Linked DNA regions of Mus musculus: all the other regions are linked to region 5. The links are chromatin contacts, called in public promoter capture Hi-C maps. All regions are on one chromosome and are shown on one strand. Each heading gives the region's core, a stretch centred on a gene start, on an enhancer-like site or on the middle of the called end of the contact. The rest is flanking DNA. Distances are from core to core; before and after follow the strand shown.

The links. Promoter capture Hi-C pulls out the DNA fragments that hold promoters and counts their contacts.
Region 1: a contact with region 5 is called in a promoter capture Hi-C map of second pharyngeal arch cranial neural crest. The contact joins the enhancer-like site here to the promoter of Ctso in region 5. A contact is called at or near these places in 8 of 39 promoter capture datasets (cranial neural crest, frontonasal cranial neural crest, hippocampal neurons and 5 more) and 1 of 115 datasets of contacts at active chromatin or transcription factors (astrocytes).
Region 2: a contact with region 5 is called in a promoter capture Hi-C map of second pharyngeal arch cranial neural crest. The contact joins the enhancer-like site here to the promoter of Ctso in region 5. A contact is called at or near these places in 8 of 39 promoter capture datasets (the 3T3-L1 cell line, cranial neural crest, embryonic stem cells and 4 more), 1 of 115 datasets of contacts at active chromatin or transcription factors (astrocytes) and 2 of 9 other capture datasets (embryonic tail and embryonic trunk).
Region 3: a promoter capture Hi-C map of second pharyngeal arch cranial neural crest shows a contact between it and region 5. The contact joins the enhancer-like site here to the promoter of Ctso in region 5. A contact is called at or near these places in 10 of 39 promoter capture datasets (the 3T3-L1 cell line, 3T3-L1-derived adipocytes, cranial neural crest and 6 more) and 1 of 9 other capture datasets (liver).
Region 4: a promoter capture Hi-C map of neural stem cells shows a contact between it and region 5. The contact joins the promoter of Gria2 here to the promoter of Ctso in region 5. A contact is called at or near these places in 22 of 39 promoter capture datasets (the 3T3-L1 cell line, 3T3-L1-derived adipocytes, the C10 cell line and 15 more), 2 of 15 datasets of contacts at CTCF or cohesin (large pre-B cells and pro-B cells), 45 of 484 Hi-C or Micro-C datasets (the 3T3-L1 cell line, 3T3-L1-derived adipocytes, B cells and 28 more), 15 of 115 datasets of contacts at active chromatin or transcription factors (SST interneurons, VIP interneurons, astrocytes and 11 more) and 2 of 9 other capture datasets (adipose tissue and embryonic stem cells).

Annotation. Positions count from the first base shown.
Region 1 is chr3:79,935,129-79,937,897 of GRCm38.p6, forward strand. Gask1b (golgi associated kinase 1B) reads left to right here. Exons shown (of 4, transcript NM_133187.3): 3 at 1,467-1,693. Among named protein-coding and RNA genes, the nearest start is that of Gm36569, 50 kb to the left of the region's middle. Within about 2 kb of position 1,288, at least 112 of the 459 cell types and tissues checked have an H3K27ac peak or open chromatin away from gene starts, as enhancers often do. A contact at or near this core is called in second pharyngeal arch cranial neural crest, where this site is marked.
Region 2 is chr3:79,988,142-79,990,841 of GRCm38.p6, forward strand. No RefSeq gene overlaps it. Among named protein-coding and RNA genes, the nearest start is that of Gm36569, 100 kb to the left of the region's middle. RefSeq lists an enhancer at 1,184-2,700. Within about 2 kb of position 1,415, at least 52 of the 459 cell types and tissues checked have an H3K27ac peak or open chromatin away from gene starts, as enhancers often do. A contact at or near this core is called in astrocytes and second pharyngeal arch cranial neural crest, where this site is marked.
Region 3 is chr3:80,114,562-80,117,261 of GRCm38.p6, forward strand. No RefSeq gene overlaps it. Among named protein-coding and RNA genes, the nearest start is that of Gm36569, 230 kb to the left of the region's middle. Within about 2 kb of position 1,415, at least 1 of the 459 cell types and tissues checked has an H3K27ac peak or open chromatin away from gene starts, as enhancers often do. A contact at or near this core is called in second pharyngeal arch cranial neural crest, where this site is marked.
Region 4 is chr3:80,801,283-80,803,982 of GRCm38.p6, forward strand. Gria2 (glutamate receptor, ionotropic, AMPA2 (alpha 2)) reads right to left here and starts at 1,411. Exons shown (of 16, transcript NM_013540.4): 1 at 1,015-1,411; 2 at 363-503. The coding sequence starts at 1,102.
Region 5 is chr3:81,931,200-81,933,899 of GRCm38.p6, forward strand. It overlaps Ctso (cathepsin O), which reads left to right and starts at 1,402. Exons shown (of 8, transcript NM_177662.3): 1 at 1,402-1,576. The coding sequence starts at 1,466.

The DNA of each region.
Region 1 (2,769 bases), core at 38-2,537, 2.0 Mb before region 5:
GTAATACTGCCTGAAGCAGCAGCAGCAACAACAACAAACCAAAAAAAAAAAAAAAAAACAACAACAACAAAAAGAAATAAAAAAAATAAGTTCATCCTTAAGAGTTAAAATCTAAATGTTTATTCTAGTATAGTCAAAAAATGTTTCATTTCTTCATGAGTGTTAATCTAGTTGAACATGAACATATGATGGTGTCTATGAAAACTGACCTCTAGCCAGTTTAAGCTTGGCTCACCGTTTTGCAGACTTTAGTCCCTAGCTGGCTGCCCTCATAGAGTTTGGACTTCTGGAAAGGCAGTGGTACAGGGAAGAGTAAGCTAAGAATCAAAGAAGAGCAATGAGGGTCTTCATCCCTTTCTGTGGCCTAAATGGATCACTTAAGACCACCTACTGAGTCTCATCTTTCAAGGTTTCTACCACTTCAACAGTGTAAGTCTGGGAACTAAATTTCTGCTCTATGGGCCTTTGGGGGAAGCATTTAGATCTAAAGTAAAGACTGTATGCCCTATTAAGTGTGTCTAACCTGTGGCACAGGGCCACATACATTTTAGGATAGCTGTGACTGTGGTCCAACATGTTTGCAAATAACAATGTCATGCTTCAGCATCATAATCTTGGACAGCCCTGCCTGTTAGGGCTGTGTACAGTATTTCATTAATCTTTCTACTAACTGCACAACATAAATAAGTCATAGCATGCAGGTGACTGAACAGAGTCAGTGACATGAAGGAATCTATACTAGGTTGCGTAGCTATCAGGTGTAAGACCAGAGGTTTGAGTTTAGGTGACTAGATTCCTGAGTTCAAGTTTACTTCACTCTGATTATCCAATATAACTTTTTTCTTGATCAAAAGAAGTGACATTAAGCAATACTCTAGTCAACTTTGCAACTTTTTTTTTCTAGTTCTTCCCACTATAACAAACCCCTAAAGTCTTTATAACTTTGTCACATATTCAGAATCTAGTGATGTTTCATTGTTGGATCTCATACCTTCTGTAGAGTTCTATTTCAGGTTAGCTACTGCAATACTACAGTCCAGCACAGTAGACTTTATAACCAGTAAAGTAGTAAGAATCTGTAGGGCCCAATCCCAGAAAGAAACCAAGAGCTAGTCCCTGGGTCTGTAGAAATACTATGCTGTCTTCTCCTTCCTGAGGAAGTCAGAGATTCTGCTGGCCACATGTTTGCATGTGATTCTGTGGGCACTGTGGCTATCAAGGGCGGGGTCGCCTGAGTTGGACGATCTGCTGTTAGCTGAAGCTGGAACTGCTTAGGACGCTGTGTGAGTCAGAGGGCTTTGAACTACGGACTTATTCTAGCAGCTGCTTTTCATTAAAGCAGCCTGGCCTGCATGGGTTCTGGCAGGTCAGCTGTTCAGAAAGCTCCCAATTCTTTGGAAATGTTCAGACTTTCCCAAGCTTTTGCTCAGCATCTTGGATTTTGTTCTCATTTCCATTTTTTTCAGATTTATAATCGCTTGGATACAAATTGCTGCGGATTCCGACCTCGAAAGGAAGATGCCTGTATACAGAATGGACTGCGGTCGAACTGTGAGGACCAAACTTCTGTGACGTTAGCACACATTATCCAGAGAAAGAATGACCCAAGGCATTTGGTCTTCATAAACAATAAGGGCTTCTTTGATAGAAGCGAAGATAACTTAAACTTTAAGTTGTTAGAAGGCATCCGAGAGTAAGTTTTGTGTTCATTGTGGGAAGCCTATCTCACTCTCTAGAGTGTTCTGAAATTCTCTGTGTAGCTCAGACTTTTCTGAAACACACTGTCATTCAAGCTGACCTCAAACTTACAGTTCCCTTCCTGCTTCAGCTTTCAGAGGGCTCAGATTACAGGAAGGAGCTGTTACATCCAAAATGAAGAGTACATTTTCTAATACAGTGACATCTTGGAAGATCACATGTTTGTTAACAAACAGTAATGTTTTGTGAAGACTCACATCTTATGTTAGATATATTTAATTTCCAAAGAAACTCTAAGTGTGGGAATAGAGATTCCCAAGAAGAAAAATAGCATTCCAAGAGCAGACAGTACATCTATGAGCAGTCCACAACACCTACACAGCTCTTTCCACAGTCTGCCTTCACTGCCAGGTTCAACTTTCATTGTGAAAACCATGTGGGTGAGGTTGGACATGCGCAGGGCTGTCAGGAGTAGGATAATCAGATGGCAGAGGCTTTCTTATGAGAGCAGGGGATTGGACATGGCAGGAACAGTACAGATGTCTAAGTCTGTAATAAAGTATTTGGCATGTCAATGGAACTAATAGGCATGGCAGGATGTTGGATTCATGATTAGCCCAAGTGACTGTTATGAATATAGTAGGAAGGTAGGGCACCAGAGGACAGCTGGCCCTGTAAACTGGGTAGGAGGGCTTTTGAGTACTCAGAAGTCTTATTGGCAGACAGCCTGTGGGACTGGATCTTGAAAACTACAAAGGAGGGGCTGCGGGAGGCGAGACAAAGAAGAGCTGTTGTACTCAAGATTGGCCCAAAACTCAGAGATGACCCAAATCATTTGGGAGACATTTGGTAGGACCTAGAGTGGATGCAGAGTAAAGAGGGAGGTAGCATGAAGCTAAAGGAGATAGTGCTATACTGGGGAAGTAAGAACACAGTGGGTCTCATGGCATTTGGGGATAGCGGAGACTCTTACAGATGGCCTCTGGTGGGGGAGCAGGGGGGAGGGTGTTGGGGAGCCAGGGGAGAAGGACTCAGGTTTCTTTAAGGGACTAGCCATGGGAAGTTTGACCA
Region 2 (2,700 bases), core at 165-2,664, 1.9 Mb before region 5:
GTCTTCCCTGTAAAACATGTTAGGGCAATGTGGCATGGAACTGGTGGGAGTAGCCAATCAATGTCTAATTTGACTTAAGACTCACTCCATCCTAAGGAACCCAAAACCTAAACTGCTTGGGTAACAATGAATCAGGGACTAGATAGCCTGGAGACATAGGGTAAACCCCAACATGACTGGTTTAAAAAATCAATAAAATGATTCCTAGTGATATTTTGCTATATTCATAGACTTAGTTCCAGTGATATTTTGCTATAGACTTAGTACCCTATCCAGTCACACTCAGACAGGCCTCCTCAGGCAGCAGCTGGGACAGATGGAGAGATCCACAGCCAGATGTTATGTAGAGACAGAGTCTGAATTGGAGCTGTCCACAAAATCCTTCCCTTCAGTGTTCAGTGAATCACACAGTTGAGGGGTTGGAGAGGTTGTAAGAGTCAGAGGGAATGGAGGAAACCAAGACATCACAGCTCTCTGAATCAACTAAACAAGGTGCATATGAGGTCACGGAGACTGAAGCAGCAAGCACAGGGCCTATATGTGTCTACACCAGGTCCTCTGCATATATATTATAGCTATGAACTTACCATTTTTATGGGACTCCTGACTACAATAATGAATGGGTCTCCGATTCTTTTCCCTACTCTTGGGACTCATTTCACCCTGTTGGTTTTCTGTGTCCTATTTTGACACAGAAGCTTTTGCTTTATCTTATATTTTATTTTGTTATGTTTGGTTGTTATTTCTTAAAGTCCTGTTCTTTTCTCATGAGAGACAGAAAAGGAGTGGATTCAGAGGGGCAGGGGAAGTGGGGAGAAAGTGGATGGAGGGTAAAATATAATCAAGATATATTGTATGAGGGAAATAATAAAAAAAAAAGAGTGCTTGCTGTTCTTCTAGAGAACTTGAATTTGGTTCCCAGCATACACACTGGGTGGCTCAGGAACTATCTTCAGGATTACAAATGCCTTCTTCTGCCATTTAAGGGTTATTGTGTGTGTTTGGTGGGTGCGCACATGAGTGCACACACTCACACACACACATACATGCACTCACACACACAGTCTCTAAAAAGTCTTTTTGGGACAAGGAATATTTGTTGAGTGAATAAATCCAGTTTTAACTGGGCTAAAAATAAAATCTGATGTTGGATGTCATCTGAAGTTTAGAGGCAACACTCTATTAAGGGCAAGCAGACAGTGTTTCAGAGAGGCTATTTTTGTAGACCTACCCTATCGTTTATGCATTTCATTGAGGATCTGTTGTTTCTTAATGACCTTGCATTCCTTCTTGATGTAAAGCTTCTGGTGAGGCCAGGCTGGTGTTTTCTGAATGGGCTGACATGTGTTTGCCACCTGACTTTCCCGTGATGTTTCCAGACGGCATACATTGACGCGCTCCAACGGCATCTGCATACCTTGGAAAGTTCTGCGTGCTGAGAAGTTCCTCTAGCCGGATCCCCTGATTATGAGTCAGAGTCTGTCAGAACATTTCTTGAATTATTTTAAAATGCATTAAAAGAACAAAAAACTTTAATAACTGGCCTCATATGGTCTGTGCTTAGAAATGCACCTCCCCGACCCCCCCAATCCATGGATTCCCTGTTCCTTTGGTGTCCCTGGTGTGTAATGGCCTGTAGGAAGCATACATCTACTTCTCTTCCTCACTTTTGGACACAATTTATAACGGAGTATGAGAAATTCAAAATTTTCAGTTAATCCCATTTAATACTTCTTAGTAATGTTTATTTTTCACAGCATTAGTGCATTGTGAAGAGGAAAATAAAGTATGATATCTTAACCCTAGGATCAAGCTCCGATGGAATCCTTTCAGCCCTGACTTAGTATAATTACAGGAAAGAGGGGGCATTTCAAACTATTTAAGTGCTTCTAGAAGCCCAGGACTGGAGAGGAATCAGAAAGCCATTTTTCATCTTGTCAGTCCCGACATCATGCTGAAGGAATTCTCACAGTAAAACAAATGGGTATTCAGACAGCATTCAGCATTCCTTGGTCTTAAGTCAAAGCAGTAATTCCTGCTAAGAAGGTTTGAAAATTTGCTGTCACCACTTGTAAAGTGTGTGTCTGGAATTCATAATTAACCAGCATGATCATATCACAGCAATATAATGCTGAAACATCAGGGACAGATTCAACAGCACATATACCACAGGGGCTTTAACACAGGCTTCATGTCTTTGAGATTATAAAGATATTACCTTTCTAGGTTCCATCTAGCATAAAAGGAATAAATAGTAAATCTGGAAAGAGTTGACTCTGAAGCTTATTAGTGACTCTGAAGGATGGTTGAGAGTTGGCCTGGTAGGTAAACTTCTATTCAGGTACCTTGGGATAGAGCAGGTGCCTTTGTAAAGCTCTCTGCTCTGGTGAAACCCCTAATCAATGTCATCAAACACATTAGGAATGGGAGCAGACCTAGGCATGAGCATTTTAAAAGGCCTTCCATTGTTTCCCATATAAAGCCAAGGCAGAGAAGCATTGCTCTAATTATAGTCTAGTGGTGTAGCCCAGAGTGTGGGCACTATCTTTGGGCATGCTGGGGAGAAGTGGGTGACTAAAGGCCAGGGCTTGCTATTAATACATGTGACACTTTCTTAAGAACTTTGCCTGTGTTAACACATTTAACTCAGCCTAATGGACAGCAGCTATTACTGCCAACTTATTACAAATGAGAAAATGA
Region 3 (2,700 bases), core at 165-2,664, 1.8 Mb before region 5:
TGCTCACTTGGATATTGGGACATATGGACCAGAATTAGTAATTAATTTGGAATAACTATTTAGGTTTTATAACTTTAAAAGTTTTCTGGTTGAAAACAGTAGGTGTGAACCCAATTTTAAATTGAAACTGAAAACACAGAATCCAAGAAAGAAGTTAGTGCTATGGCTTTCAAGCAATAAAGAAAGGAAAGAAAGAGCGGGAAGAGGCCATGTTACATTATTTGATAGTGAGTAACATTTGCAAGCTATTGTGGTAGAGCAAATTGAAAAGATCTTTGCTGTGTCAAAACAATAGTTCAAAAGAATTAAGTGGACAATGTATTTTTACAAATACACAGTGACTTTGCTAATATATTTTTTCAAAAGTCAGAATCACTGAGATGAGCTAGTAGGAATCATCACTAGTGTTTTACAAAATATTTTTTAAAATATTAGTGTGTTTGAGCGTAGTGGCTCATGTTTGTGATCTTGGCACCTGGGAATGAGAGGCAGAAAAACCTCTGCAAGTGTGAAGTCAGTCTGGTCTACACAGTAACCTCTAGGCCAACCAGAACTTTATAGTGAGATCCTATTTTTTTTTTTTTTGCCTGAGCTTAACTCTGGTTTGCTTTAAAATGGCCCATGTACTTGAATACAAACTATCTTTTATTCAGAGAGGCGAATCTGTTGGAAAACTATATAGAAAAGGTAAAAGTATTTTTATAAACTAAATTTTTTAATTCTCGAAAAACTTGTATTTAGAGCAGGAATGTGGCAGCAAGTACCCATTTATTTCAAGACTCAGGTATTCTATACATGAGCATATATTTATTTTATGTGTTGTGGGTGTTATGCTGGTGTTTATGTTTATGCACCACATGCGTGTGGTGCCTGAAGAGGCCAGAAGAGAGTCCTCTAGATCTGGAGTTACAGACAATAGTTACTGCATGGCTTCTTGGAGCTGAACCTGAATCTTCTGCAAGGACATGAGTTCTTGACAGCTGAATCATCTCTTCATATTTTTCATACACTTACAATTGGCTATCTGATTTGAGGTATGAGACAATACATGCCCAGGACACATCTTATCTCGAAAAACATCCATGTTACTAATTTGTGACCTAAAGTATTAAGTTTGGGCGAAATATTTTAATATCTCATTCATGGATCAAACATGAACTTCAAAGGCTAAGGAGATATTCAGTTGGTAAAATGTTTCTTGTGCAAGCATTAGAACCTGATTGAGATCCCCAGTATTCATGTAAGAAGCTGGGCTTGGAGGGGCATGCTGTAACGCTAGTGATGCAAAGAGCAGACAGGAGGGTCCTAGGGCTTCCTGTCCAGCCAGTTTAGACAAGTGCAGAACTCCAGATTCCGTGAGTTGCTATGTGCTAAAAGAATAGAGTGGCAGGTAATTGAAGAAGACATCTGCCATTGACCTATGTCCTCTACAAATACGCATATGTGCACTCAAATCTACACACATCTGTTCTCACACAGCACACATTCCTGCATACCGTTTAGAACTGTTAAAATAGTCGCTGAATATTGAATGGTTAAAGAAATAGAAGACAATAAACATCACAGTCTTACATTGTTCTTAACTATTATTGGTTAAAAACATAGAAACTTTTTATAGAGGGCTACTATATTATTAATCTAATCCATGCTTTTCCTAAACGAATGGAATGTTTGACTAATGTTTTTGACTAATAATCAAAGGCAAAATGAGCATGAGCTTAATTAATTAATTAATTAGTTTTACCAACATACACCGCATACATATAAATGATTTAAACATCAAAGGAATAAAAATAATTTTTTAAGCTTACTGAGCAAGTATGAAATTCCAGTTAAGAGAGAAACCTTTCTGCAGTATAATTCGATAGTAACCATGCTACACACATTCTAAGGATGGATCAGCATGCAGAGTGGTTGCACTGGGAGGGATAGCATTATGGAATTTTACAAGAGCTACTGGAAATCCTTGAAGGAAACCTTTTCCTAATAGTATTTTAGGGACTGATTGCTTTTCAAGTCATGCAAGTCTCCTTTGAGTTATATGTTAATAATACTGAGCTAACTCTTGATTATATAAGTCACTTGAAAAGACTTGACTATATACATACACTATAACATATGTATTTTATATTGCACATTATATATATATATATATATATATATATATATATATATATATATATAATTTGAAGTGGTTTAAGTTTGGTGAAACAGATTATTGTAAATGATATGACCCAATTTTGTTCATTCAGAGGCTAATTCTAAGGGGGAGACGACTTCTTTGTACTCCATTTAGATATTTGGAGAAGTCAAAACTATTAGGACCATCAGAAGTATAGGAAAAACATGAAAATAATTTGTTACTTTTATATACATTTGGAATGTGCTGACAATCTCTATCAAGATTTTAACTATGAAAATTAAATTAAGAACGGAGAATGAGGTTTCAGTTAAAATTTAGCACTCAAATTGAGAGGTGCTATAATTGTAAAATGAATATCACACCTTTTTGATATTTTGATGAATTATAGGATGCCAAATGTCTCACCAATAACTTTTATTAAAGTGATAACAATCTATCTAGAAGTATTAATTTAGACAAAATGTTAAAATTAACCTCTCCCACTTTTCCTAATACAATGCAACTTTCTTGCAGGTGTAACATTACAGAGCAGTTCCTATAGATTTCTATATAGCAGA
Region 4 (2,700 bases), core at 161-2,660, 1.1 Mb before region 5:
GAATCAAGCAAGAACCCCCTGAATTCGAAAGAACAGTCCAAGTCCAACCCCTACCCCAGATTCTAGGGTGCACATACTGCGCATACTGTTCAGTGCCTTTTGTCCCCACTTCACTGCCCGCCGGTCAGTGGGGGTCCCAAAGATTACAGCCACCTTCTCGCTGTACCTTCACACGCACGCGCGTGTTCAGTCACTCCCACCCACACATGACAAGCCAGCAACACACACACACACACACACACACACACACACACACACACACACACACACACACAGGCACACCATCCTTCACTGGCATTCACAGGCTTGCTTTCCCTGTGTCCCTGTGCAGCACTGGAAAGATATGAATATTCATTACTTACAAGCATTGGTGACTGCGAAACTGTTGGCTACCTCCAAATTGTCGATATGGGGTGTCAGTCTGAACTCCGAAGTGGAAAACTGAACCATCCCTACCCGAAATGCACTGTATTCTTGATCAGCGCCCCTTGGAAATAGCCCCCCTGCAAAAATAAACAGCAAGCAAGAGAACGATGTCAGAGCCCTGGAGAGATAAGAGTGGGATGCTAGCACCCAACAGCCCCAGAGTCTCTTATTCACACTACCCGCTATAATAAACGTAATCAGTGAGTTGGGCAGCAAGGATCCAAAAGGTGCTCAACGGATCCAAGGCAAGGGGGAGAGTCTAAAGACCAAAAAGATTCTCCCTTTTAATCTTGAGCTTTGCGATCATTTCCCTGAAAATCTGAGCACACTAGGAGATGCCTTCAAGGCAGAAGTAACGCAGTACCCGGTCAGAAATGAACAGATCCTTTCCCCTCTATTGTGTCAAAAGGCATAGTCATTTCTTTTTGCTTCAGCCTAAGAAAATCATGTATATTCTAGGTAGTTTCAATCTGGAATGCAGTCAAGGTATGACATAAGTCTACATGACATGAATTAATTTGCACACTGTGAACAAAGATTACCACCAAATTATGCACAATTCAAAGGCATAACACAAAAGGTACCTACCTATCTGTATGCTGTTAGAAGAGACACCAAAAATCAGTCCCCATAAAACAGGAGAAAGGAGGACAGAAATATGCATAATCTTTTGCATTTCCAAGAAAAGTAGAGCATCCACAAAATATCCCCTCGTTTCCCTTTCCTCCTTTTCCTTCTTTGACCGTTTTCCTCAGCAAATTAGATCCTCTGCATTTTGAGGTCGAAATTTAGCAAGGAGCTGCTAAAACCACGAAGTGAAGGCAGAAGAATCCTTATCTCCCAGGTTTAGCTGGTGGCTGTTGATGCCTGCGTCCTGTCCCTGCTCCTGAAGTCCGAGGACTGGCTGAATGCAGTTTTTAGCTGAGCTGCTGCTGTGGTCCCGGTGTCTGGGAATATCAGCACCCTCCCGTGCACTCACACAATCACCCTCTCTCGAGCTCTCTTCTCCCTCTCTCCTCTCTCACACGCGCGCGCACACACATACACACACATACACACACACACACGCACACACACAGGAAAGTCACAGAGAGGGGCAGGCAGTCCCGGGCGCGCGTGCGCGACTCGAGGCAGGCGGCGAGCTCGCGCACCCACCCCTCCCCCGCACAGCGCCCCGCACCCCGCACAGCCCTGGCAGCTTCTGCGCGGTGCCGAGAAAGCGCGGCTCAGAGCCGGGCAGCCTGGTGCCTCTTAGAGACCTCCAGTCTTGCGCATTCGATTTTAGCACCGCGGACAGCGCTTTGGTCCCTGCTATGGGCTGAGGTTGCAGGGTTTACTGTAGCTGCAGAGATGTTCCAGCCAGATCCAAATGCTGCAAAACTGATTTCCGGTTGCTATGCCTAGGAAGCCGAACTGCTAATTGCTGTTGGCGGCGAAGCTTTCTTCCGTAGGGCCCTGTTTTACATTGAGCACAACGAATATGATTTGATTGTCTCAAAATCCACTTAGCAGTATCCACACACTGCCTTCTGCCTCAGCTGACCCAGATAAAAAGCAAACAAAATACTCCCTGAAGGGACAACTCCCAAAATCGTGAACTTTAGCTTCCTATAATGCAAGCATAATCTCAGGGAAACCCAAAATTCTATCCTTAACTATAAAAGGATGCCAAGACCCGGGTAACTCGATCAAACCTTTGAAAGACTTCGTGTAGGAATCCATCTTTAGAGTATGCCCCTTTGGATAGTGGTTCGATTGTTCAAGCCACATTGCCTGTGGATTGCTCTTGTACTACAGTGCAGACTCCCCCCTGCTGTAGAGTCATGTAGACTTGGCTCTTAGATGTCCGTTTTGTATAGAGATTGAAAGAACCGTAGGTTTCTGCGGGGGGGGGGGGGGGGGTAGTAGTCTAGAATGGATGTATCACTCTTAGTTACAAACCAGATACCCCATTACATTATGGCCTTAAGTTTCAAAAATAATCACTGCCTCAAGGAAGTAGGTTACCTCATTACACCGAGCCTGCTTGGGTATCTGGATTGTAACGAATACATTAAAAATTAAAGTTTGTGAGAAGGGGCTTGGTAAAGCATAGCGATGATTGTATATGCCTGTGAAATCTATGTTCAAAACTCCACTTCATGCCAAGCCATCTCTATATACCTGCGTGGCAAGTCTCTCTGCAGCCTCAGAAATTCTTTACCAAATTGTATGTGTTTTGTTTTAAACAGAGAAATGAAAGAGGTCTCATTTCAGAGATCTGTTGCCAGGAGC
Region 5 (2,700 bases), core at 152-2,651:
TGATAATTTATGTCTTTTGACAATCCTTTGAGTTAGAACATTTATGCAGGATAACTGCTGTGATCAAAAGAAAGTTTATTTGGACTAAATTTAATAAGTTTATATCAACAAACATTTACTGATTGAATACCCACTATATGTTGTTGGTGCATAAGAGACTAAAGAAATGAAATTGTCGCTCCCACGAAGCTGGCATTACAGAAAAGTGCTATGGATCAAAAGGCTACAGACTGAACACCAGAGGCAATGGGGGCAGTATTAGAAGAATAGGGTGGAGAGGGGGAGAAGGTTAGGGTTTTAAGTAGGGCAGTCGGGGTAGGTAGGCCTGGGAGTGAAGGAACAAGAAAATAAACACTATGGTTATTCAGATATACGCCAGGTTGGAAGCTAAGAAACAAAAGATGCAGGACATTCCGATTTCTGGGAACCTGGTTACAGTTTGTCCACAAAGGATCTGCTTTTGGACAATAGAGAAGGGGTAAAAAAGAAACACAGAGTAAAGACTCATTCTAAGACAATAATTTGCATTTTGTGTACATAGGCCCTTCTGAGAAGCAGCTGGCTGTCTTCTCCCAAGGGTAACCAGCGATTTGTGATATTTGGTCTCAGATCTTAAATCACTCAGTCTCCTTAAAGGAGAGCTCTGAGGCAGTGTACTGGAAACCTCTTTAGCTGAGATGTGAGTGAGCAGACATATTGACTGGTTTGAACATGTTCCCCTTTTCCTTTTACACTCTGTATACCGGCACCATGGTAAAAGGAAACAAGATTTTTAAAAATTACGTCAGTTAATTATAGCTGGGGATAGAAAGTGAGGTGGATGGATTATGAAGTAAGCTAAGCAAGAAGAAAACAACATAATAAAATAATAAGAAAAATTAAAGCAACCTTAACAGTGAAACAAAGAAAAGCACAGGACGTGCTCAGCATATAATGAAGTGTTTAGGATTACTTAGCTAAATTTCATTACAAACTTCGGAAGCGGGTGCAGCTTTCTACAAGTGGAGAAATGGCCACAAGATATTGTGCAGTTCTGTGCAGCAACAATTTTGTCAAGTATTTATACGCATCCATAGAGAGAAGTGTGTAAATTCGCATACACTATACGTCCCCATACAACCTGCTGAGTTCAATTTACACACACTCAGTGAACACATATTCAATTTAAACAGCAGGAAGTAAAATGAAGGGCTGAATCTCAGACAGCAGGAAACACAATAGTTTGTATCTTCATACTGTTGTGTAAGTCAGGTTTTGCTCTCTTTCTTATTAAGTAAGAGGGAAATCCCAGATGCCCAATAACAGCACAAAAGCTCAATAATAATCCCAAGAAGCACCAAACAAACAAAACAGCTGGGACCCCAGCAGCTTTCTGCTTCTGGGCGTGCACAGGACACAGGCAGTGGGCGGAGCCAAGAAACCGAAAGAGAAAGCGGGCCGGGCACAGTGGACCTCGGGCACCGGGATGAAGCCGCAGTTGGTGAACCTCTTGCTACTGTGTTGCTGCTGTCTCGGCCGCCACGGGGTCGCCGGGACCTGGTCTTGGAGCCACCAGCGGGAGGCCGCCGCCTTGCGGGTACCAAGCTCCCTCCCTCTACTGCCCCGGGGCTCCTAGGGAGGGACCCAAGCTCCAAGCGCGCATTTCCCCAGTAGAACTGCCTCCTAAAAGTTTGATTCCCCAGGGCAAGGATTTCTGTGCTATATCCCAAAGCACCAAAAGATGTCCAAAGCAAAGCTAAGGGGAAGAAGTATCCTGAATCCTAAAGCCTTTCCCACACCAAACCTGTCGCATAGAAAGCCGCCTGCAGGGGGCACTGGCTCTCTCCTCCTATAACTGGAAGTTAATGATTTCTCAGTCCTGGAACTGTCTACCACCATCAAGTTCTCTCTGACTTGGTGGAGACTGATGTAGAACAGGAGACATTTCACTGCCTTAAATTCGGATTTCTTTTTTTAAAGTTTTCATAATAATCCTTCAATTGCTCTCCAACCTTAAAATTCTGAAATGGACAAGTTAGCTGACCACGGATAGATTTTCCCAGTAACCAGGGGAACTGACCGAAATGCAGATTCACAGTTGGCCTCAGTTGCTATACTTAATGCTCTCTGAAAGGTTTTTAAATCTGAAAAAAAAAAAAAGAAAAAGAAAAGAAAAAAGAAAATGCCATCACGATTTTATTAGAGGAGGACTCACCTGTTCGACTCAGTGTCTATCTGAATTCAGGAATGCTGCTCTTAGGCCATTTAACTAGTGTTTACTGATGTTTTCTGAAATTTCCATAGAACCCCATAGCTCTGCCCCGTTCTCCTTGTCCTCTTTGGCCTGAGAAGTTCCAGTATTCATTCAGTCCGGCCTTCTTTGGCTTCAGCTACCCTTGTGTTGTACTCAAATCAAAATGCTGTGCTTTAGTTCTCCTTTTTGTTACTTTTGAGCTCATTTCTTGTTACCAGTCTATTTCTCAGTGTCCTTGGCCTGTGTGTTACTGAGACCTGTCCTTGATTTCCAATAGGGTGAGGTAGTCAGTGTCACAGGTTGTTGATAAGGTGTTTATTGGCCAACTAGTTTTTTTTTTTCTAATCTTGAGTATTGAAAGCTAACAATGTAATGTATAATTTTTTTTCTCCTTACTGAAATAAAGCAAGGTTGCCAAGAAAAGCAACTTAAAGAAAGTGAAAAAGGGTCTACTTTGGCTCACACTT